3 separate regions of the Pan troglodytes genome follow, and regions 1 and 2 are each linked to region 3. Evidence: chromatin contacts called from public Hi-C and HiChIP or PLAC-seq data. All regions are on one chromosome and are shown on one strand. The core of a region is the stretch at or near the end of the contact, and the rest is flanking DNA. Distances in the headings are between cores, read along the strand shown. Region 1 holds the start of SENP3 (SUMO specific peptidase 3). Region 2 holds the start of POLR2A (RNA polymerase II subunit A). Region 3 holds the start of KCTD11 (potassium channel tetramerization domain containing 11).

Region 1 (2,700 bases), core at 130-2,629, 210 kb before region 3:
CCTCTTCATCTTCATCCTCCTCCTCCTCCTCTTCTTCCTCCTCTTCACTTGCTGAGGCATCAAAAGAGGGTCGGGGGACAGGGAGGCGTCTGGCTGGCACTGTGGTCCCTGACCCAGGATCTGGCCCAAACCCTCCACCTGACTTGAGTCGGGGTTTGGGAGGTGGGGGCCAACGAAGACGCTCCCGCCTGGGACTTGAGTAAGCTGGGGGTATGCCGGGTCCAGGAGGCTCAGGCCCCCAGGACCCGGTCCCTTGTATAGTCTCTTTCATCTTCCAGTACCCTGAAAAACAAAAGATCAGGGTATCAAAATCTAAGCATCACCCCACCGCAGATCCTGCCTCTCTTCCTGGCCATGCCTCCTCTGGATTCAGATGCAAATAAAGAAAAGAGGAAAAAACGCAAAACTCCTAACTTAAGATCTTCCCAGTTAACGCGGTCCACAAGGGGCCCTTTAGGGTCTGTGCCATCATCTCTCCCCAGTCCAGAGACAAGGGAAAATGGCTAAGCAGCAGGCCTCAGAGATCTTATTTCTAGGATCACCAGGCCAAACCCAATAGCACTGCCAGGTTCTACGTCTTTATTTTAATACCACCAGGGCTGTCCTTTGAGGGCCCAACAAGGGCAATTTCTTTCCTCAGGGACATGATAACCGTGGTACTTGAGGAGAATGCAACTTGCACGTGGAAACTGGACTGGAATGGGAGACAGTTCTCTAACACCCTGGATGAACGGGGGGCATGGGAAGGCTGCGGTCATCTCAAGTGCAGATGCCAGGGATATGGTTCAGGGGGCAGAGGCTGATAAACGGGGAAGAACTTTGAAGGAAACTTAAAGAGAACCGAATCAAGACGCTGGGACAGAACGGAGCGCACAAGCCAGGCCGGCCCAGCCCCCTCCTACTTCATCCTCGGGGACCAGAATGCAACCCGGCACCAGTCCGGTCCCACGAGCTTGGATGGCTCGGCGCACACGGGCCTTAAGAAGCCCCTATGCGGGCCTCTGGGCCCCGGTTCGGTGGGAGCGAGGCCCAGGAATGGGAGAGGCCAAGGCAGGGCTGGGGGGAGGGGAGGGGGCGTCCTCACCGGGAGCGGGGAAGCCGGGCGGACGGGCCCGAAGGCGGGCGTCTCCGGCCTCAAGCTTCCCGGCTCATCTCTCCGGCGACGGCGGCGGCCCCGCCACTCCTGCTGTCTTTAGGCGCAGCCGTCTCAATTCAGGATTCCAACGCTTCTGGGCCGCGTGCCGCGCCGCCGAGCACCCCGCCGCGCCGCCTCTGGCTCTGCTTCAGCTTCAGCTTCCACCTCCACCTCCACCTCCGCCACCGCCACCACCAGCGCCGCCGCCGCCGCCGCCACTCCTCCCCCCCTCCTCCTTCCCCTCCCGCGAGCCCCGGGCCCACCGGCAGCGGTGGCGCACGATTAGTACGTCACACCCGGCGAAGAGCGCCGGCGCGGCCACCAAGCGCGCAGTCCCGTCTACCCGAGGACGCCGGCGCCACGGGACTGGCCAGCCCAGAGCGCTACGCGAGGCTGCGCCTGCGCACATCCGCCGCCCGGCCGCGCGTGGCGGCCCCGCCACTTTCCCTTTTGCGCCGCGCTCTGTCTTCGCCGCGCTCTGTCTTCTCCGCGCTCGCGGGCCTGACCCTAGCGGCATCCCCAGTACCTTGATCCGGCGGGGGGCGCGCCACAGGAGAGCCAGGAGGGCGGGAGATCCCCGTACGAGGACCGGGCTGAGGCGAGGCAGTGGGGGAAATGGAGCCGGGGTATCATTCATTCTATTTTATTTAACTTTAAGCAGGGCTTGATCAGAAAGAAGAGCTCAGAGGAGTGAGGCAACACCAACACCAGGGCGTACGATACATCCGAGGCTCCTCCGACACCAGTTCCAGCCCGGAAGGGCTTGGAATGGCCTGCCACGCCGGGGCAATGGAGCGCGTGAAAGCCAAACCTTGGGACCCGAAGAGTAATTTGACTGCGAAGGCACCGTCATCGTCGGGCACCCCCTGTAGACGGGCGCATAATAGCTACATCTCTGGAGATAGTGATGGAAACTGGGGTCCGATAGATGGAGAGAAGGACGTAGGATAAGGCTTCTTGTGGGGTGAAGAGGCAGAGGGCACCTGGAGAGAGGTGTGACATGGAGAACCAGGGGTTTTCCCTAGCAGAGGGCGGCTTCGTGGACTTCGGCCAACCGGCGGGTGCTTCCCTCGAGCGGCCGCTAGATGGTGGTGCTGTTCTGGATGCTTCCAGTGGGCCCCGACCAGGTCTGGACAATGCCTGGCGCCCGTCCCCCGCCCCTCATCTACACACACGCAAGAATTCGGAGCTCCATGGGGAACAGAAGCAAGATATCCGTAAAATCAAAGTCTAGGGGGTGGGAATGAAAAGGGAAAAGTGAGGAACGGGGAGCCAAACCCAGGAAGACGCCTCTGTTCCTGCACATTCCCTCTCCTTTATATACTCAGCTCTTGGCTGTCTCCAGTATGTACCCACCCTGGTCTTCCAAGCTGGGAGCCACTTTTTATAACACAATCACAGTTTCACAAACCCCAGGAAGGTTCCATGTGGAGAGAGGTTAAGTTTCGCCCTTGCCCGGGGAATTATGACACTCAGAATATCCCCTTGGTGTAAATGGAAGACACCTGAGAAAAGAGAGAAAGTAGATTCGCAGTGAAGCACAGCCATCCAGATGCCCTGTTTCC
Region 2 (2,700 bases), core at 140-2,639, 130 kb before region 3:
CTAAAAATACAAAAATTAGCGAGGCATGGTGGCGCATGCCTGTAATCCCAGCTACTCAGGAGGCTAAGGCAGGAGAATCGCTTGAACCCGGGAGGCGGAGATTGCAGTGAGCCGAGATCGTGCCATTGCACACCAGCCTGGGCGACAGAGCAAGACTCCGTCTCAAAAAATAAAATAAAATAAAAATAAAAAAATAAAGTAGCCCCAGCTCAGTGACTCTCCATGGGATTACCCCTTTTCACTCTATTCGAGACAACTGCCATTAACTGAATTATCTCGTTCATTCATTGTATTCATGTTTACTGCTTGCCCTTTCCCACAGACAGTGCTCTTGAAGGTAGGGTCCTGGTCTGTCGTGTACACCTCTGTAACCCGAGTCTCCTGTGTCTTCAACACAGCAGGTGCTCAGTTAACATTTGTATTACAGAAGAGGAGGAAGCTACCCGGGTTTGGCTTCTTAACCAAACTTGTAAAGACTCCCTAGGATTCGTCTGATCGCCTTTAACGTCGGTAATTCTGGAGTGTGAAATCAGTCATCCTTCTCTCCCTCCTTCTCACTCTCCAGCCAGCCCCCCATCTCGGACGAAGCGCTAAGCCTGCTCAACTCTTTGCAAAATATAACTCTGGGAGGCCCGAGACTGGCGCCTACACGGCCTTGGCGCTGCTGAGCCATGCTCCTGGCCCGTCACCCATAAGCAGCGAGAAAGCGCCAAGTTTCCGCAGCCCCCGTCCGGCCCCGCCCGCCAGGGGAGGAGGGAGGAAGGGGAGGACAGAGCCGCTTACCAGTTCATCCGGACTCAGGACTCCGAACTGGACTCTCTTGATGGTGCGCAGCGGGCATGCGCTGTCCCCCGAGGGGGGGCCACCCCCGTGCATGGCGGAGGCAGGCGCGCTGCGCAGGCGCAAACCTCACTACAAAAAGCCTGCGCCGCCTCCGCCTAGGTGCTCAGACCTCGTCAGGGCGGCCACCGGGAAGGACCTCCCCGAGTTGGGAGGAAAAAGCCGGAGGAGGGGAAGGTGGGGGAGGGAAGGAGGCGGGGAAATAAGGAGCGAAAGGAGCCCTTCTTTCCCTTACCGGAAATTTTTCAGCTCCCAAAAAGGAAAAAAAAAGAAGGGGAAAGGAAAAGGTTTTTGGGGGAGGAAGAAGAAAAAGGGTAACGAATAAATAAGTAACCGGGCTCCTGAACGGCAGAGGTTACGGCAGTTTGTCGCTCCCCCTTCCGGGAGCCGCCTTCTTCTCCAACCGTCCCGGCCGCGCTCTCGGCGCTTCTGAGCAGCGAACTCGCTGAACGACGCTTCTTATAGATTCGCCCTCGCGTCCCCGCCCCTTCCTTTCCCGCCCTCCCTTGCGCTACGGGGCCGCCTGCGCAGGCCCGCAAGGGGTGCGAGCCAGCGTCGTGGGTCAACCCGCCGCTCGCTGGTTGGGCGATCTTTTGAAGTGACAGGGAGAGAAGAATTTTTTTCTTTAATCCCACCGCCTCTCCTCGCTGCTCCCTTCTGCACTGAGGCTTAAGGTTTGAAGACTCGAGGGTAAAATTGGGCCGCTTTCATTCTAGTTTGGACAACGGTTTCCTCTTCAGCAAAAGCCTCTCATTCGTAGCCCCCCCCAGCTGGAAAATGGTCTGCTCTGCGAATCGGTAATGGCGGCGGGGCGGGGCGGGTCCTCCCGGGGAAGGGCGGTTGCTCATGAATATGCAGTTCTCTTGCTGAATATGCATGAACAAACCAAGATGGCAGGACCAGTGGCTTGTCCGGAAGTAGCCGATGTTTGTCAAACGGCCCCCGGAGACGGGTGGGCATCTCCTGGCCTGTAATGCCGCGCTGTACCGAGCCATGATCCTAGATCCATGGCCTGAGCCTCTCGAAGAGACTTCAGCTGGGAGACCTGCTCTGGAAGGAGGGTGGCCACTGTCCGGGAGAGATCACGGGACCGCGACAATCCGAGAAAAGCAGATTAGCCATGGGGCGGGCCACGAAAGTCCTGGGGGATTTGGGGTCAAGGCATCTGAACATTAGGAAATCCTCCACTTTGTAGAATATTTCAGGAATAAAATAGGGGGCGGGAATCCCAAGGGGTTCTCCAATGAGAACGGTCGTAGGACTTTCCACTCTCCCTCCAAAGCAGAGACGACACCACTGCAAGCCACATTCAGAGTAATCCTTGTTTGATGTCAATGTCACGTCACCACCCCAAGGGGGGGGCACAAGCACGAGGAAAGGAAACCTTCGCCGTGAGGGGAGGGGTGGGGAGGCACGCTCCCCTCCCCCAGCGCAGCTGCTGGCTCTGTCTTTGCCAGAACACTCCAGCCCCAATGCTCTTCTCTTTGCTGCTGAGTGAAGTCCTCCCCGTGGCCCACGGCCTCCCTGCCTCAGCCCTTTGGATCTGCTCCTCGGACTTTACCCCTTAGTTATGCCCTGATTCCAGGACCCAGCCTGGACTCCACATCCCTTGGTCCCAGGCTGGCCCCAGGTCTTCCAGGTAGTCCCTCTCCACCAAGTCCCCAAGTCATCCTTGACTCTGAGAGGTATCCCTCTCCCACACCAGTTCTTTTCCAGTCACTTCTCCTCCCATGTTTGTCTTCAGTCTTTGCCTCTATTTATCCCTGTCCCTCCCAACCCCCGGGCTCCCAAGTTCTATCTCACTCCTCCACCTTCCCTTCCCTCTCACAGCTGAGGTTCCGGGCTGTGATGATGGCAATG
Region 3 (2,700 bases), core at 111-2,610:
GCGCTGTCTCTCCGTACCCACGGGGCAGGTCCAGGCGGCCCAGCCTCAGGAAATTGAGGATGTGCCGGAAGGCCTTGCCATCCCGGTCGATGAAGTAGTGGCCGCCTCCTTGGGAATTGAGGTTGGGGGGCATGGGGGTGCCGGCCCTAAACATGGCCCCCAGCATAGAGTCTGGGAAGCGGGTCAGGGTCTCCAAAGTGGTGGAATATAGTGTGCCCCCCACATTCAGGGTCACGGGGCCCCCAAAGGAGGGGGGCGAAGAGGGCACAGGAGGAGGAGAAATTTTGGGAAGTACAGGAGACACCGAAAGAAAAGAAAAGGCAGAACTTCCTGGGTGTGTGCAGAATTGGGTCGAAGCTGTCAGATTCGCTGGGTTGGAGGCACAGGTGGAGCACACCCAGTAAGGTTTGGGGCTCACCCCGGCTACTTTGGCGGTGGATGGGGAGGTGGTGTCAGGACACAGAAATCCCCAAAAGGTTGAGAGAAGAGATGAAAAGAGCAGAGGGCAGCCAGAGAGGGGAAGGGAGCTTGAGGTCTGGACGTATCCGAATTGGGGTGGTCAGCGACACCCCTCTGTGGTCTTCAGACAGTGGGTTTCCGGAATCCAACCAGCAGGTGACGGTGGCGAGCACAGGGCCGACTCTGAAGGGATGGCCTCCGAGACCCCGGGCAGATCGCTGCCGCCGTGGACGAGTCCAGCCAGGGCTCTGGGGCCACTCAGAGGCCTGGCCTGGCTGCCGGCGCGGGTCCCAGGAGATGGAGGCGGAACTGACGGGAGCGGATGGCGGAGCCCCCTTGTATCCGCCGGGGAGCGACGATGCGTGCTCAGCCCGGGCTGGGAGTGTCCGAGGGCTCTGATGGAAACAGCCAGGAGTTTCGGGACCCGGCCGCGCCGCCTTCCCTGGGTGTCGCCGCAGCCGCTGAGGTCCTCTCCGCCCCCAGGAAGTGGCCTAAGGGCAGCGGCCCGGGGCCCTTTAAGAGACAACCCCGCCCCTTGGCGCCCCGCCCCCGCGCCCGCGAAGCTCGCGCGGCCCGGGCGGAGGTGGGAGGCTGGAGGCGAGTCTCGGACGCGAGAGACTGGGCGGACTGGCTGGACTGGCAGACGCTGGCGGGACGGGGTGACTCAGGCACGTCGCCCTGGATGTGGCCACGACCGCCCCGCCGCCGCTCAGGTGTGCCCGATCTCACGTCTGCAAGTCGGCGTGGCTGGAGCCTCTAATCCCACCGCTCAGAGCCCGAGGCCCGGCCGGCCCAGCCCAGGAGCCGAGTCCCTCCCAGCGGCTCCCCCGGGGAATTCCCGAGGGGGCGGGTGCTGAGCCGCCGCATTCCGGGGATGCCTTCCAGCCGGGGTGGCCCGGGCGCGCTCTCTCCGCGGCGGCGCGGGGCCAGCGAGCCCCAGGGCCAGCCCCACCCCTCGGCAGGACTGGGCTGGCCACGTCGCCCCAGCCCGAGAGCCCCCGCCCCACAGCGCCCGGCGCTCAGGCCGCGGCCGAAGCTGCCGCCTCGCTCCCCGGAGTCGCACCTTGCTGGACTGGAGCTCGCAAACCCCCAGCCGCTCCCCGCACCTCGGGAGCCGCAGCGCCCAACACCCTACGCGCCCGAAGGTGGCGCCCAAGAAGTGAACCAGAAGGGAAGAGCGAAGCACGGAGGCTTTAATAGCAGAGAGCCCGGTGGCGGGGAAGGGAGGGAGGCGCGGGCCCCGTGGGCCTGGGGTCACAGCGTGTGGAGGTCATGACTGCGCCGGCTCAGCTTCTCCGGGTCGTCTGACGCCATGAGGGAGAAGTCGCGGAAGATGTCAAGATACGTCTCATCTCCTGGGGGAGGGAGGAAAGGCCGGGAGGCGGCTGGGCCCCAGTGCAGAAGGGCAGGATCCGGCGGTTGGGGCCCACCTTGGGACCTCGCGCTCCGAGCCTGGGTGGGAACGTGCGCGCCGCGGGCACTGCGCCAGCACCTATGCCTTGCCAGGGCCTGGCACGTCGCATGCGCCCAATACGCATTTGTTAAATAACGGAATGAATGCAGCTGGGCACTAGGGAGAGAGGTCACCGTGGACCAGAAGCCCAGAGTTCAGGTGTTGGGCCTGGGGGGTGGGGTGGGTGTATTCTTTACCTGCCTGCCCCTGGGCCGCTTCAGCCTCCCTCATCTTTGCCAGTCGTAGCCTGAAGAGGAGGGAATTAAGAAATGAACGACACTATCTTTGGCCGGGCGCGGTGGCTCACGCCTGTAACCCCAACACTTTGGGAGGCCGAGGCAGGCGGATCACGAGGTCAGGAGATCGAGACCGTCCTGGCCAACATGGTGAAACCCCGTCTCTACTAAAAATACAAAAAATTAGCCGGGGGTGGTGGCGCACGCCTGTAGTCCCAGCTACTCAGGGGAGGCTGAGACAGGAGAATCGCTTGAACCCGGGAGGCGGGGGTTGCAGTGAGCCGAGATCGCGCCCCTGCACTCTAGCCTGGGCGACAGAGTGAGACTCCGTCTCAAAAAAAAAAAAAAAAAAAAAGACTATCCTCACCTCCCCCACAACTTCCCATCCTTTGAGCTGGGTTGCGTTCCGTTCATCTGCCCCCACCCCCGGGGTCACGTCTAGTGCTAAAAAGATGCCTGACAGCAATGTTGATGGGCGAATGACGCCTCTCAGGGTGGGCCAAGCATCCTTGCACCCTGCCCGCCCTCCCGCCTGCCTTCTACTCCACGTCC

What was found. A called contact is a pair of places that touch in the nucleus more often than the background predicts. HiChIP or PLAC-seq counts read pairs in DNA pulled down with a chosen protein or histone mark.
Region 1: a contact with region 3 is called in a Hi-C map of induced pluripotent stem cells, with 2.5 times the contacts expected there. The contact joins the promoter of SENP3 here to the promoter of KCTD11 in region 3. A contact is called at or near these places in 3 of 7 Hi-C or Micro-C datasets (induced pluripotent stem cells and stem cell-derived neural progenitor cells) and 1 of 1 datasets of contacts at active chromatin or transcription factors (stem cell-derived excitatory neurons).
Region 2: an H3K4me3 HiChIP or PLAC-seq map of stem cell-derived excitatory neurons shows a contact between it and region 3, with 2.4 times the contacts expected there. The contact joins the promoter of POLR2A here to the promoter of KCTD11 in region 3. A contact is called at or near these places in 1 of 7 Hi-C or Micro-C datasets (stem cell-derived neural progenitor cells) and 1 of 1 datasets of contacts at active chromatin or transcription factors (stem cell-derived excitatory neurons).

What each region holds. Positions count from the first base shown.
Region 1 is chr19:18,073,153-18,075,852 of NHGRI_mPanTro3-v2.0_pri, reverse strand. SENP3 (SUMO specific peptidase 3) reads right to left here and starts at 1,379. Exons shown (of 11, transcript NM_001205128.4): 1 at 1,085-1,379; 2 at 1-282. The coding sequence starts at 271. It overlaps TNFSF13 (TNF superfamily member 13), which reads right to left. Exons shown (of 6, transcript NM_001205130.2): 6 at 1,756-2,640. The coding sequence ends at 2,531.
Region 2 is chr19:17,995,496-17,998,195 of NHGRI_mPanTro3-v2.0_pri, reverse strand. POLR2A (RNA polymerase II subunit A) reads right to left here and starts at 1,389. Exons shown (of 29, transcript XM_016931455.4): 1 at 784-1,389. The coding sequence starts at 876. It overlaps ZBTB4 (zinc finger and BTB domain containing 4), which reads left to right and starts at 1,519. Exons shown (of 4, transcript XM_511299.8): 1 at 1,519-1,637. SLC35G6 (solute carrier family 35 member G6) reads right to left here. Exons shown (of 2, transcript NM_001135645.1): 2 at 2,254-2,700. The coding sequence ends at 2,640.
Region 3 is chr19:17,864,594-17,867,293 of NHGRI_mPanTro3-v2.0_pri, reverse strand. KCTD11 (potassium channel tetramerization domain containing 11) reads right to left here and starts at 1,360. Exons shown (of 1, transcript XM_016931434.4): 1 at 1-1,360. The coding sequence starts at 166. ACAP1 (ArfGAP with coiled-coil, ankyrin repeat and PH domains 1) reads right to left here. Exons shown (of 22, transcript XM_016931433.4): 21 at 2,110-2,159; 22 at 1,632-1,814. The coding sequence ends at 1,714.